Linked DNA regions of Mus musculus: region 2 is linked to region 1. A link is a contact called in public HiCAR-type data. All regions are on one chromosome and are shown on one strand. The core of a region is the stretch at or near the end of the contact, and the rest is flanking DNA. Distances in the headings are between cores, read along the strand shown.

Region 1 (6,649 bases), core at 1,372-3,871:
CCTTCTCAACCTAAAGGTGGCACCTGGGAGAGAGAGCAGCAACATGGGAAGGCTATGGAAGAGGGACAGCTAGAAAAGCCCTGGGAACTCACACACCCTGGGAACTCATGCACCCTGGGAACTCATGCACCCTGGGAACTCACACACCCTGATACTGGACCCATACTGCCAATACCTGCAGAGGTACCTCAGGCCACAAATGAGGTATGAAAGAAAACTCAGTTTACAAGTAGATGTGTATGACCACAAAATGTCATTCTTAATGGTGTTGTCAAGGAGGCTAGGGAGAGGCATCTGTTCCCTACGCCATACTTGCAATCAGCCAAGGGACAGTGTTGAAGAGGCTGAGGTCATGTTCCCAATAGCATACCATGATCCCTCATGTTTGTCCCTGACCTACATCCTCTGCCTGGGTAGGGATCTTTAAAGTGTGCAAGTGTGGGGGTGTTGGATGATCCGGGGGCACCGGTACAATTGCATATTCTAAAAGTACTGTGTCTTTGATAGACTAAGCAAGAAAACATGTCCTTGTTCTGAGTTGCATGGCTGGGATGGCCTACAGTGCCCTGGTATTGTAGCTCAAAGCTGCCCTGGCCTTGTGGGACAATGGCAACTTCCAGCGGCAGAGTGCACATCAACACCAAACCCACAGATTAGACAATCAAATGCCTGTGACAGGAGAAGATGGGCAGCAAGAGAACCAGGGTGAGGGGTGGGGGCAGGGAGGCAGGTGCTTGGGAGGAGGGCCATGGAGCAGACCTGGAGAGGCTGCAGGCCTGAGGGAAAGGTTACCCTTGTTTCTCTTCCACAAAGAGAAAGGGTGATAGAGGCCAGAGACACACATTGATCAGAAAGTGGGTGGGTCAGCGTGTATGTGTGAGTCCCCAGGCCTGACAGTCTGCCTTCACTGGGCCAGACTGCTCACTTTACCCCACCTGGATTCCTTCCATGTGGTTCTTGCACTTACAGGCAGGAAATGAGCACTGGACTTGCATCCACTTGTCTGGGAGGACAAGCTGTATTTCAGAGGGTCCGACAGGCAGAGAGAACAGATGTAACAGATAGGATGGGCAGGCTGGAGGACCTGAGATCCCTGTTACACTCTGCTCACCACCATCTGCTTACACCTGGTCCCACTCATGACCAGGCCATTCACACCTGAGAACTGGGTGAATCTTTCTGTCAGACCTCTACTTTTTGTCCCAAAGGAATCAGATGGCTTCAGTCCTGCAACCCAAAAAAATCCCCAGATGAGAGGTGTTCGGGCCTGGCCTGAGATGAACAGGAGCTAGACGTGGCCCTCGGAGGGGGAGGCGTTGTCTGCTCTGCTCTCTGAACACTTCCTTGAGGCTGTGTGGTAGATGGAGACCAAAGCCATGTTTATTCCTCTACCTGTGCAATGGAGGCATGATGAAGAGGTGAGAGGGAGTCAGAAAGACCAAGTCTAGCTTGCTTGGACCAGTCTTTGGTCCAGCAGTACAATCCGAAAGGTGGAGCCAACTAAAGTCCCTGAAAGGTGGATGGGTCTGCAGACCTTGGGAGGAGGCCTATAGACAGGTTGAGCAATTCTAAGACAAGCCGGCACGAGGTTCTCTACTCCTTCCCCACCTCGGCCACCCTCTAGGCAGAAGTACCCAGCCCATCTCTAACCTCGGGTCTCTGATGTGGATGTAGACAGAGATATGGGCACCGAGTCCTGGGGATCGCTTGCCAGCCGCTGCCCAGCACACATGGACTTCAGCATCTGGAAGACGGCGAGGGGAGCCACATTCAGATTCAGCAAGTCCACCAGGATCCTGGGGAAACAAATGCAGTGCTTAGCGAATACTGAAAGCCACAGGGCGGACATGCTCTAGGAGTCGCGCCAGCTGGGTCACCGTCTTGAAACCCCTTAAAGAGACACGGATATCTTAGAGTAGCAGATGCAGGAATGAGGAGTCCTAAAGCCGGCATTATCTGTAGGGAGTATGAGCTCAAAGTCCCGACCCCCGCTTTCTCACTTGAACACATCGGGGTCGATGGCGGCGCCAGCAGCCTGAGCTAGCTCGTACAGCTCCATCTCCTCGGCCCCCAGCACTTTCTTCCGCCGAAGCGCCAGCTTCTGCAGCGTTGCTGTCTCCAATCCTGTGGAAACCGCGAGTGCAGCACCACCAGCAGCAGCCGCCGCCGCCGCCATTCGTATAGCCTGAAAAGGGATCTGTGTTGGACAGAGTCTCTGCAAGTCAACAGCTCCAGCACCGAGGCGAGAGTTCCAAGAGGCCTTTACACAGTCGGTTACTTGACTTGTTCGGAACGTCTACTGTGCACAGGGCAGTGTGCTAGGCATGGGGTGGGGTGGTGGGAAGCTGATCACTGCCTGACGATCAGACTTGGACTGCTGGCTTAGGTAGCAGACCCCAGAATAGTACCTGGCATATACCGGGTACTTAGCAAATGCCTGTTGGATGACGAGTATTCACGATCTCGTGTAATTACCAGTTCTGTTGACGGTCCCTAAACAGCTTTGCTTTTAAACGGATACGCACTCCTGTCCCCCGACCCCGAAATACATAAACTTGGGGAGTAAAGAGCAACTGAGGACGTCACTGCGCACGCGCCTTGTGGCCAACTGCTTCTGCACTTGATTGGCTTTTGCTTTTGCAGGCGCTTTTCCCGGGAGGTTGAGCCGCTTTTCCCAGTAGGCAGGGGTGTGGCCTGACGCGCAGCTTGATGACGCTATTTCCGGGTTGTGTGTCTGGATAGCGGCGTCTATTTCTGAAGATAGGTAGGATGGTCATTTTGAACTCAACACGTTAGCTTGGCCGGTGTGTTGAGAACTGCAAATGTTTGGCCGGTTACCATGATTGTCACTGCCATCGGGAAAGAGTGGACCGGGGGAGCCGTCCAGAAGTGCCTACACAGTGAAAGGGGACCAGGAGGGGCATCTAAAATTTGTGCGGGGGCACTCTTGGAGATATTTTGTCTCCTGATGCTTTGTCCATTTTACATTACTAGTCTTTTGCATATGTGTGTGTATCCGTATGTGTATGTTTGTTGATTGGTGTTTTTATTTTTTCAATTTGTTTTATTCTGGCTTGATTTTTTTTAAATGTGCCTATTTGCTAGAAAAGAGAGGAGGGAGAGAGAGAGAGAGAGAACTTGAGAAGGTAGGGAAGTGGCAAAGTTCAGGGAGGAGGTAAGGGAGGGAAATCATGATCAGATTATAGAGTATGAAAAAATATTTTCAATATAAAAATATATTGGGTGAATAGTCTTCATTCTTAGGGGAAAACGTATTCATTACCGGGAAGGGGAGAATTTAGAGCATCTAGTCAGTTCTCAGCCTTCCTTCTTTCTTCCTTATACTGAACACAGCTTCCCTGGTTCTGCACTTCCGGTCTTCATATTTGGTGAACCTTTGGCCAGTCACCAAGGTCCAGATCTAAGGACTAAACACCATTTCCATGTTGAATGGTGCGTCTGTCACAGTGAGGACCATGGTGACAGTAAGCTGCTGGTGACTGTGAAGAGCCAGTGTGGGCTGTGGGGAATGAGTCTGGCTCCAGGAGCAGACATTACAGGATGTATGTGCATCTAATCTGGCACCTGCTTCCCAGGGTGGAACATCAGGTGCTTGTTTGCAGGATTCCAGAATATCTCAGGTTTTCGCAGAACTGTGGCCATGATGTAAATGTAGGGCCTCCCTGCCTCATTAGTTTATTGTAGGATTGATGGCTCCAGGAACCAGCTCCTATTGGTCAGAATGCCCAAGAGTACAAACTGGAGGCAAATCGAAGTGAGGCACAGCATCATCTCCCTAGCCAGACAACTGTTACCTGCATGCCATCAGCTCTGCCTGTTTGTAGGAGTATATCACCTCAGGTCCATGGATGGCCAGTGTCCATTCATAGAAGGAAGGTCAAGGTAGGGTCATTGGACCCTCACATAAGTCACTCCGCCATTTTCATATAATTCTGACATAATCATACATGGCCTCAACTTTAGGAAAGTCCAGAGGACTAAATTGCACAGACTTAGAGACCTTAATAAAGGGCTCTTGTACTAATACGCACTTAAAAATTCAAACATTTATGTACACACAACATGCTCATACAAAATCTCTCTCTCTCTCTCTCTCTCTCTCTCTCTCTCACACACACACACACACACACACACACACACACACACACTGTCTTGGCTAGTGTTTTGCCAACACGACACAAGATAGAGTCATCTGGGAAGATCCTCCATTGAGAAAATGACCCTATCAGATGGCCTGTGGGCAAGCCTGGGGTGCATCTTTTTTTTAATTGATGACTGATACCAGAATGCCCAGGTGACTATGGCTGGTACCGCACCTGGGCATGTGGTCCCGGATGGTATATCAGAGCAGGTTAAGCTAGCAATGGGAAATAAGCCAGCAACATTTCTCCATGGCCTTTGCACCAGCTCCTACCTTTGTGTTCTGTCTTGAGTTCAGGCCCTGATTTCCACAGATGATGGATCACAACTTGTGAGATAATATGAGCCCTTTTCTCCCCAAGTTGATTTTGGTCATGGTGTTTTATCAAAAGAATAGAAGCCCTAACTAAGGCCCATATTGTTACGTATTCTTTCACACTGTTATACTCTCAGATGCTCACATGTGACTCAGTGTCATATACATTCACAACCATGTTGCATGCAAGTATATATTCTCACACTTGAATGCTTACATGCCTGCATGCTCACACTGCACACACAGTGTGTTAAACACACAACCTCACACAGAAATGCTTGAAGCAAGTAAACATGCCCTTACATACACATAGTGTATTAGTCAGGGTTTTACTGCTGTGAACAGACACCATGACCAAGGCAAGTCTTATAAAAAACAACATTTAATTGAGGCTGGCTTACAGGTTCAGAGGTTCAGTCCATTATCATCAAGGTGGGAGCATGGCAGTATCCAGGCAGGCATGGCGCAGGATGAGCTGAGAGTTCTATGTCTTCATCCAAAGGCGGCTAGTGGAAGACTGACTTCCAGGCAACTAGGGTGAGGATCTTATACCCACACCCACAGTGACACAACCATTCCAACCAGGTTATACCTATTCCAACAAGGCCACACCTTCAGATGGTGCCACTCCCTGGTCCAAGGATATACAAACCATCACACATAGTAACACCCTAATACCTTTATACATCTTTGAACATACGTATACACTCTTCGCTGACTAGTCTTTCTCAGCTTAACTCAAACTTACACATTAACAGAGTAGAAATCTCAATTGAGGAATTGCCTCTATCAGTTTGGCCTGTGGTCATATGTGTAAGGTGTTTTCTTAATTTCTATTAATGAAAGAGGGCCCAACCCACTGTGGGTCATGCTCTTCTTAGGCACATATGGGTATGGACTGTAAAAGGTAACTGAGCACACCAAAAGAAACAAGTCAGAGGAAGCAAACCAGTAAGCAGCTTTTCCCCATGGTTCCTGCTTTCCAGTCCTACTTTCCATACCTCCTTTGGCTTCCCTTGTCGGTGGACTGAACTGTAAGCTGAAATAAACACTCCTTCCTTCCCAAGTTGCTTTTGATTATGATGTCTATCACAGCAACAAAATGTAAATTGAACATGATGTTACACACTTTTACACCACAAAACACACACAATATATATACACTCATGTAAGCATACACAATCTTAAGTACTTTTCTTCTCTCACCCACAGTCACACATTCACACCTATTGTTTCCTACACATTCACACATGGACACACACAGAGAGACTCTATTCCATGTGGTCACAATTTCCCCTTACATTATTGTGCAGCTGATTCACTGGCACTCACTTGTACTGAATATACTTATGCATTTGTCTCTGTACACTGTCATTTCTATGCATTCCTGAGCATGCACCTAACCATACTTATATAGAAATACACAAACATGATCACACAAACACATCATGACATGCAAACATACTACTATTCCACTCACACTCATACATACACAGTCTCACACAAGCTCACAGTGTCACACATTTTCTTAATAGCTCTGTCCTTAAAACTATCCCTAATTTTAACCCAATTAATAATCTAAACCATAGCCCTAATACTAACCTAAACCCAGACATTAAATGGATCCTTATCCTTAAACAACCTGGGGCCTGATCACAGCACTAAGCCTAGCACTAAGCCTAGACTTATATTTTTGGTTGTGAGCCTAGCCTTTAATGGCAGAGCCATCTCTCCAGCCCGCTAAGCCTAGTCTTAATGGTGTACCTAACACTGTTGCTCACTCTAATCCAAGCTGTAACCCCAAGTCTCATCCATAAAGTCTCCAGTTGATCCAAGGAAAGTTCTCTTCCTGAGGAGTAAGGACTACACTTACCTGAGGTTATAAGGGTTTAGATTGTTGTTAGGGATTATGGTAGGTTAGTTAGGTGATGGTTAGCATCCACGACTTCACTAGCTCTGGATACTTAGCTAGGTTTCCAGTATCAAGAATAAATTCCTTCTTGTTGAGTAAGTCCAGCTAGAGAGCTGCCAAGGTATGCATGCCACTGCTGCCCTTAGCACTGTTGTGCATGTTGGTCATTGTGGTTTGCAGACATCATAGCTGGCTACAACTATCGTCACGTCTCTCCTCAGGAAGCTTGCTTGGTGCTTGCGGGTACCATGAAAGCTAGT
Region 2 (6,649 bases), core at 2,076-4,575, 390 kb after region 1:
GGGCCCAGAGCCACCAGACAGTGTGTGAGAAACCACATCATCAAGTACAAATAACCCTACTTATTTCTGACTCTTCACATATTTCTTCTGTGGGGGAAGTGACTTACTTTACCAGCCCTTGTACCTGCCACTCTCACATCCTTATAACTAGTGACAGGGCCTCAAACCCTTTGCCTTAAAACATTGTGTGTCAGCTTATCACTTCCCCAGGCTCCTTGACTGCACACTAGATACAGAGCTTCAAAGTATTGTTAGCAGGTTTCCTTTCAGTGCTGTCTGTAAGAGCATACCAGAGCATGCCAGAGACTTTACATGAAGAACAGCAGTTCATTCTGATTTCAGATGCTAATAATGTCATGATTATGGCAAATTCTAGGGTGCCATAGCCTCAGAAGTGTTATAAAAAGTACAGATGAATTGTTCACCATCCTGTTTAGCATATGCACTAAATTGTAGCTATAAGTTTGATAGTATTTAATTGATTATAAATTAATATATAATTATGAAGTTTCCATATGGAATTTTCAAAAACATATTTCATTGTCTTTGCTCCCCAGTCCTCCCCACTCCCTCTGTCTCCCTGACTCTCATTTCTTGTTATACCTTCCCCAGTCCTCCCCACTTCTACTTTGCTCTGCTCTCTTCCCTTACTTAACCCCCTGACCTGGACCAGCAGGTCATTCTTCAGTAACTGGGTCATGAGGGGGAGGTGCCAGGGATGAGGACAATAGAGAAAATAGACAACAAGAAGACAAAAGCTGGGGTTAGGAGGGTTTGTACAAGCTCTGTCTTATGCCAAGCATATTCCTGGCTTTAGACAAAGAACTATGCCCCCTCAGTCAACAATAGTGATCGAAGGCTGAAGGATAAAGGAAGTTAAATCTCTGTAACTGGTACAACAAATCCTTGGTCAGTGTGGAGGGGGACTCCACATAATTAGAAAGAGAATGATTGATATAGGTCATTTTGAAATGCACACACCTTTTGGAATAGAGGGACTCCCAGTCAGCAATATATATGGAGGGTTAACAGAAGCATTGATTTCAAACATAAAAAGAATGTCTTTATGATGGTCCATTGTGGCTAACACCCAGAAGTTCAATTGAGCCTTTTCTTTGGAGACAATGTAATAGATGGGTGGGATATTAGAAACCTGTCTTCATCCAGACCAAGAAGGCCTAATGTCTTAATAAAACCTAAGACCAAATGGCACACTTCCCCCAGGAAGGCCACATCTACTTCAACAAAGCCATATGTCCTAATCTTTTCAAATAATGCTATTTCCTGTGAACCTATAGGAGCCATTTTCATTCAAACTACTACAGAGCACCTCCAGGACAAGTTAACTAGTACCACATTCAGAGGCACAGAGTTCTTTAGATCCATGGGACATGCCACCCAAGAGTGAATTCATTTTAAATCAGGGTTCTGGATTGGTGTTGCATACTAAAAAGTGACCATCCAGGGGGCTGGAGAGATGGCTCAATGGTTAAGAACACTGGCTGCTCTTCCAAAGGTCCTGAGTTCAATTCCCAGCAACCACATGGTGGCTCACAACCATCTGTAATGGGATCCAATGCCCTCTTCTGGTGTGTCATATACATAAAATAAATAAATCTTAAAAAAAAAAAAAGGAAAGAAAAAGAAAAAATGACCCTCCAATGACAGGGTGACCTGTGGGTGATGAGAAACTGGAAAATGTCAAGGGAATAAATTGGTAATGTTTGAAAACTACATCCAACCCTGCCAGGCTCCTGAGACGTAACACTTGTGGGCCATTCCAATGAGAGGAACACATATGCAAATAGACAATGACAAACAGAGAGAATGGTGGGTGATACACAGTTGACGGAGCAGCACAGGTGCCCATGAGGAACATCAGGAGTTACAACAGTCTGATATTGTAATACTAGAATAGCCAAATATTTTTAAATATATCTAGTTTTTTTATCATTTGTATTAGACCTTACAAACTTTAATATTGTATGTATTACCTTTGTACCCCAAATAAGTTATCCAGACCTTTTATATTTTATAGAAACCTTTTAGTTTTTTATTCTGTAAACAAAACGATCTCTCTAGATAGATAGATAGATAGATAGATAGATATCTCCTTATTTATTAAAACATTTTATGTTTTAATTTTATAACATTTTTGCCAGACAGTGATGGTGCATGCCTTTAATCCCAGCACTTGGGAGGCAGAGGCAGGCAGATTTCTGAGTTTGAGGCTAGCCTAGTCTACAGAGTGAGTTCCAGGACAGCCAAGGCTACATAGAGAAATCCTGTCTCGAAAAACAAAACAAAACAAAATGTATAACATTTTTATCATTTAATACCATGAGATAACATAGTCATATAGATCAATCTCCCCTTGGATGACATGACCTGTTTGGGACAATTATACTTTAGTTATGAAGACCCAGTAGAACCTACCTTAGCAGATATTGAATGGCAGCTACTGTAATTATGTTTTGATTTTTTTTTTTTTTTGGTCTAGCAGTCTAAAATATTAGCTTTTTTGTTAGGTTTGTATATTATATAAAAATCATATCAAAATTAAGACACCATTAAAATGATAAAATCAACATCTTTTCAGCTCCAGGATGCTGAGCCCAGAGGGTTGTTGTCAGAGAGAGAACAGAGGGAAGGAACAGGGTGGTTGTCAGAGAGGGAACAGAGGGACCTGCCAGCTCAGCTTCAGCTTCTACTTTTTTAATTTATCTCTTAGACTGTTCTGTTCTCCTCCCTGTCACAGAGCCAGGGGACCTCTGTGACCTAGGAGAGGTGTTTAAAGGACAAACTGAGAAAAAACACGCTTCCATCTGAAATGGGAGGCCAAATCCAGTACTCCAGACTCAGCGCTTTGGCTTAAACAGCACAGGACAATTTGGCCACAGCAGCTCTTTTGTTTATGAGTTGGGGCTCATTAGCTCTGATAGCATCTAAGAGAGGAATTTAGGAATTAGTTTAGAAGTCTGAGCTAGCAAAACCTGATGTGCAGAAATACTTTAGAGGAGGAGGGGTGGAAGTGGGGGAGACCTAAGAGGATATTTCGGAGCTTCTATCATTATGAAGTTGTCAGTGCCTGGCCACCCCTAACAGACACTTTCACCCCCCTCTGCTGTGCCACTGCCTGAGTGAATACAGCTTGGCTCCCTTTCTCTTGTGAGGGTATCACTTTGCTCTGAGGGGCGGAGACTGGTCAGCTGGCTGCCCCAGCCTTTAAAGACCACACATTTGCCAGCACTGAGGTCTTCTGGAGCCAGCACAGCCATGAGCCAGCACTGCTTGTCTCTGTTTGGCCACTACTACAACACTCAACTGTGTTCTTTCTCTTAGTCCATCTGTTTGTAAGGGACCTGCTGTAGTAGAGGTATTTGGCTCAGATAAATAGATAAGAGCCATTTTTGGCAATTTTGAAATAAAAAACCATTTCTCATGCTCTGAAGCAAAAGTAATTTTAAACTTGATGCCAAGTTTTCAAGATCTTTTTATCCCTATTTTCTGTTCTTTATTTTTATCTTTTATCTTCTGTTTGGAGGAGACTGACCAGATCTATACAGGGTGTTAAATTACAATTTATTCAACTTTATGCTATGGTAAATAATCTGTAATCAAATTCCAGTGCAAACTCATCCATTGGAAATCCACTGGCCTTTGTAGGAGGAAGTTTGTCCTTAGACATTTACCTATATGTCCCCATATATTTAAATTTATAGAACCATTTTAGGAAACCAAGGGCAGATTTTTTTTAAATAAAATAGATTTATTTTTTTAAATAAGGAACTTTTGAGGCTGGTTGGTTGGTTGGTGATTTTGTTTGTTTGTTTTTAGAGTCAGGGTTTCTGAGAGCCTCCAGAACTCATTCTGTAGACCAGGCTAGCCTTGAACTTGGAGATCTTCCTGCCTCTGCACCTCTGCCTCGAGTGCTAGGATTAAAGGTGTGTGCCACCAGACCTGCCTTATCCTGGCTTTGTCAGGACTTTAGCAATACATTACGAGAACTAAAATGGAAAACGATGCAAGCAGCTAAAGGAAAGCAAGTGTCCACCCTGCAGTGTGCCCTCTTGCCTTCAGGTGGTCCCTGTGGTGTGACTGTGCAATGCTGTGTTTGTCTGTAGAGGATGGCTGCACTTTCTCTTTCTACCATACTTGGTTGTCCTTGTTCAGGCAGTAGTTTGACCTGGACCAGCAGGTCATTCTTCAGTGACAACATCATGGGGGGGGGGGGTGCCAGGGATGAGGACGATAGAGAAGACAAAAGCTGGGGTCAGAAGGTCTTACAGCAGCTGTGACTTACATCCAGCATGTCCTCTCTCTATGTACATCATGTTCTCAGGGAAAGCCTTGGATCAGCCCAGTCCTCAACACTTCACTCCCTTAGTTTCCTGGCTTTCCATTCCCTCCTACTTGGAGGTGCAGATTTAACAGTTAGAGGCAGACATTAGTATATAAGCCTGGCCCTTGGTATGTTTCCTAACCCAATCCATTTTCCTGAAACTTACTTTCTTATAGTTGAACAAAATCCATTTTGTATATGTCTAAAATTGTCATTGTTCATTCATCTTTTGATGACCATCAGGCTGGTTGTATTTCTTCACTATTGTAAGTACAGCAGCCACAATGTGGAAGTGCACATATCTCTATTGTAGGATTAGAGCCCTTTGTGTGTATGCCCAGGAGCAGCTGGGTTGTATGGTAATTTTCTTTTAGTCTTTCCAGTGATTGCATAAGCTCCCATTCCTACTAATAGTATCTAAGGTTCCTCTTTCCTCACATTCTCTCCAGCATTTGTTGTCATTTGATTTCTTGATGGTCTTTCTGACAAGGCTGAAATATTATCTCAAAGTAGTTTCAATTTATATTTCTCTCGTGGCTAGAAATACTGAGCAGTTTTTTGTTTGGTTTTGTTTTATAGGGGTTTTCTAATTTCATTTTGTTTCACGTCTACAGGAAATTGGACCTAAGACGTCATGTGTGCTAGAGAAGTGTTCTAACTTAATCCCCAACCCCTAACCCAGTTGCATTTGTTCTTTTGAAAACTGTTCAGATCATTGGCTTGTTTTTTGATTGGTTGGTTTGTTTCTTAGGTTTAATGTCCGACCTCCTTTATATGTTCTAACTATTAACCCCGTGTTTGAGGTATAAATGGACATTTTCTTCTTATTCATTGGGTTGTCTGTTTATTCTGTTTCTTTTTCTGTTCAGAAACTTTTTAATTTCATGTAGTCTCATTTGTCAGTTCGTGAGGCTGTTCCCTGTGCTATGGAAATCCTATTCCCATGCCTTCGGTTACTGTGTGAATGATGATTCCGCCGTGACACCATTAATCTTCACAGCGACACAGCAGTCTTCCTTTGAATTCTAGCAAGGGTCGAGGTGGCTTTTGCTTTCTTCACTGTGACTCAGGAATGTGAGAGGGAAACCGTCTCAGAAGTATCAGAACCACAGCTCTGCCCCAGACAAAGAGCCTGACACATTTAGTACTGCCAGGTCTGAGACACTTCAGAGATCCCCTGGGCCTGAGTCAGTTCCCTGACTCCATTAAAAGCTATATTGGAGAAGGGGGGTCCTAATGTCAGTCACCGGCATCAGATACTGCTTTTGGGGGGCTAGTAGAAGTTCATATTGCCTTCAGTGAGCACCATCTTCCCTCATGGCTCGCTTGTTACTGAGGACTGGTTTAGAGGCTCATTTTCACTTTGCAGTAAGGTGGTTATTTTGGTCTATTTAATTTATACTTCTGAGGTACTTTCCATGTTAAGTCTCCATTGAGTTACCTACAGGAAAGAATAAGAAGTAAGTTTTTCTCAGCATTCAGGAGGCACATTGTAAAAGGATACATCCTGTCTATGTTAATTCTATTTCTTACAAACTTTAAAGATTAGCTATTAAAAATGCCATTTTACATAAATTAATTGGTTTTTATCAGAGTAGTATAATAGTAAACTACTTTTTGTCTAATGACTTCTGTTCACAGGTGAAGTGGTATAATCTGCCCTTGTTTATATTTTTGGTTGTCTGAATAAGATGGGAAATATTTTTAATATGCAGGGGCAGTAGTGAGGCACCAAGATTCCATGCACTTCCTGTCAGCAAAGGTATCAACTGCCAGGAACCCCTGATAAGTCCTATTTTGAGCAAGCAGTGTCAGGATAACAGAAGACAGACACAGTTTACTGCTGTGAGGCTGGCAGCAGAGCCAACTGCACTACCATCCTAATCACAACAGACACTCTGGAGTTAGACAAAGCCAAGTCCCCTTGTCAAACTATGCGGGAGGTTCAGTTAGTGAACAAGACAGACCTTTTGCCTTGTCAGAGCAATTTTAAGGGGTCATTTCTCTAATCCAGGGGCTAGAGAGACTCAGAAGCTTTCATACATAAAAAGCACTTGCGTGTTGGGAACATACGATATTTGCTACACAAAGAACAAAAAGAATGAATGTTGGATAAGGCTTTTTCTCTCCTGTACCACTCTTCATAAGATAGAGAAAGTAGTCCTCCTATAGGACTGGAGAGATGCTCAGCAGCTAAGAGCATTTGATGTTCTTACAGAAGACCCAGGTACAATTCCCAGCCTTCGCATAACATCTCACAAGCATCTGTAAGTTCAGTTTTGGGGAATCTGATTCCCTCTTCTGACT

What was found. HiCAR-type assays count read pairs that join an accessible place to other places.
Region 2: a contact with region 1 is called in a HiCAR-type map of astrocytes, with 2.4 times the contacts expected there. The contact joins the enhancer-like site here to the promoter of Mzt2 in region 1. A contact is called at or near these places in 4 of 39 promoter capture datasets (hippocampal neurons, liver and neural stem cells), 4 of 115 datasets of contacts at active chromatin or transcription factors (astrocytes, embryonic stem cells and large pre-B cells) and 2 of 9 other capture datasets (macrophages and pancreatic islet).

What each region holds. Positions count from the first base shown.
Region 1 is chr16:15,860,748-15,867,396 of GRCm38.p6, forward strand. Mzt2 (mitotic spindle organizing protein 2) reads right to left here and starts at 2,622. Exons shown (of 3, transcript NM_029354.3): 1 at 2,001-2,622; 2 at 1,651-1,796. The coding sequence starts at 2,176. Gm41425 (a long non-coding RNA gene) reads left to right here and starts at 2,690. Exons shown (of 3, transcript XR_875934.2): 1 at 2,690-2,764.
Region 2 is chr16:16,250,711-16,257,359 of GRCm38.p6, forward strand. All of the region lies in intron 6 of Pkp2 (plakophilin 2), which reads left to right. Among named protein-coding and RNA genes, the nearest start is that of Pkp2, 41 kb to the left of the region's middle. Within about 2 kb of position 3,326, at least 42 of the 459 cell types and tissues checked have an H3K27ac peak or open chromatin away from gene starts, as enhancers often do. A contact at or near this core is called in astrocytes and hippocampal neurons, where this site is marked.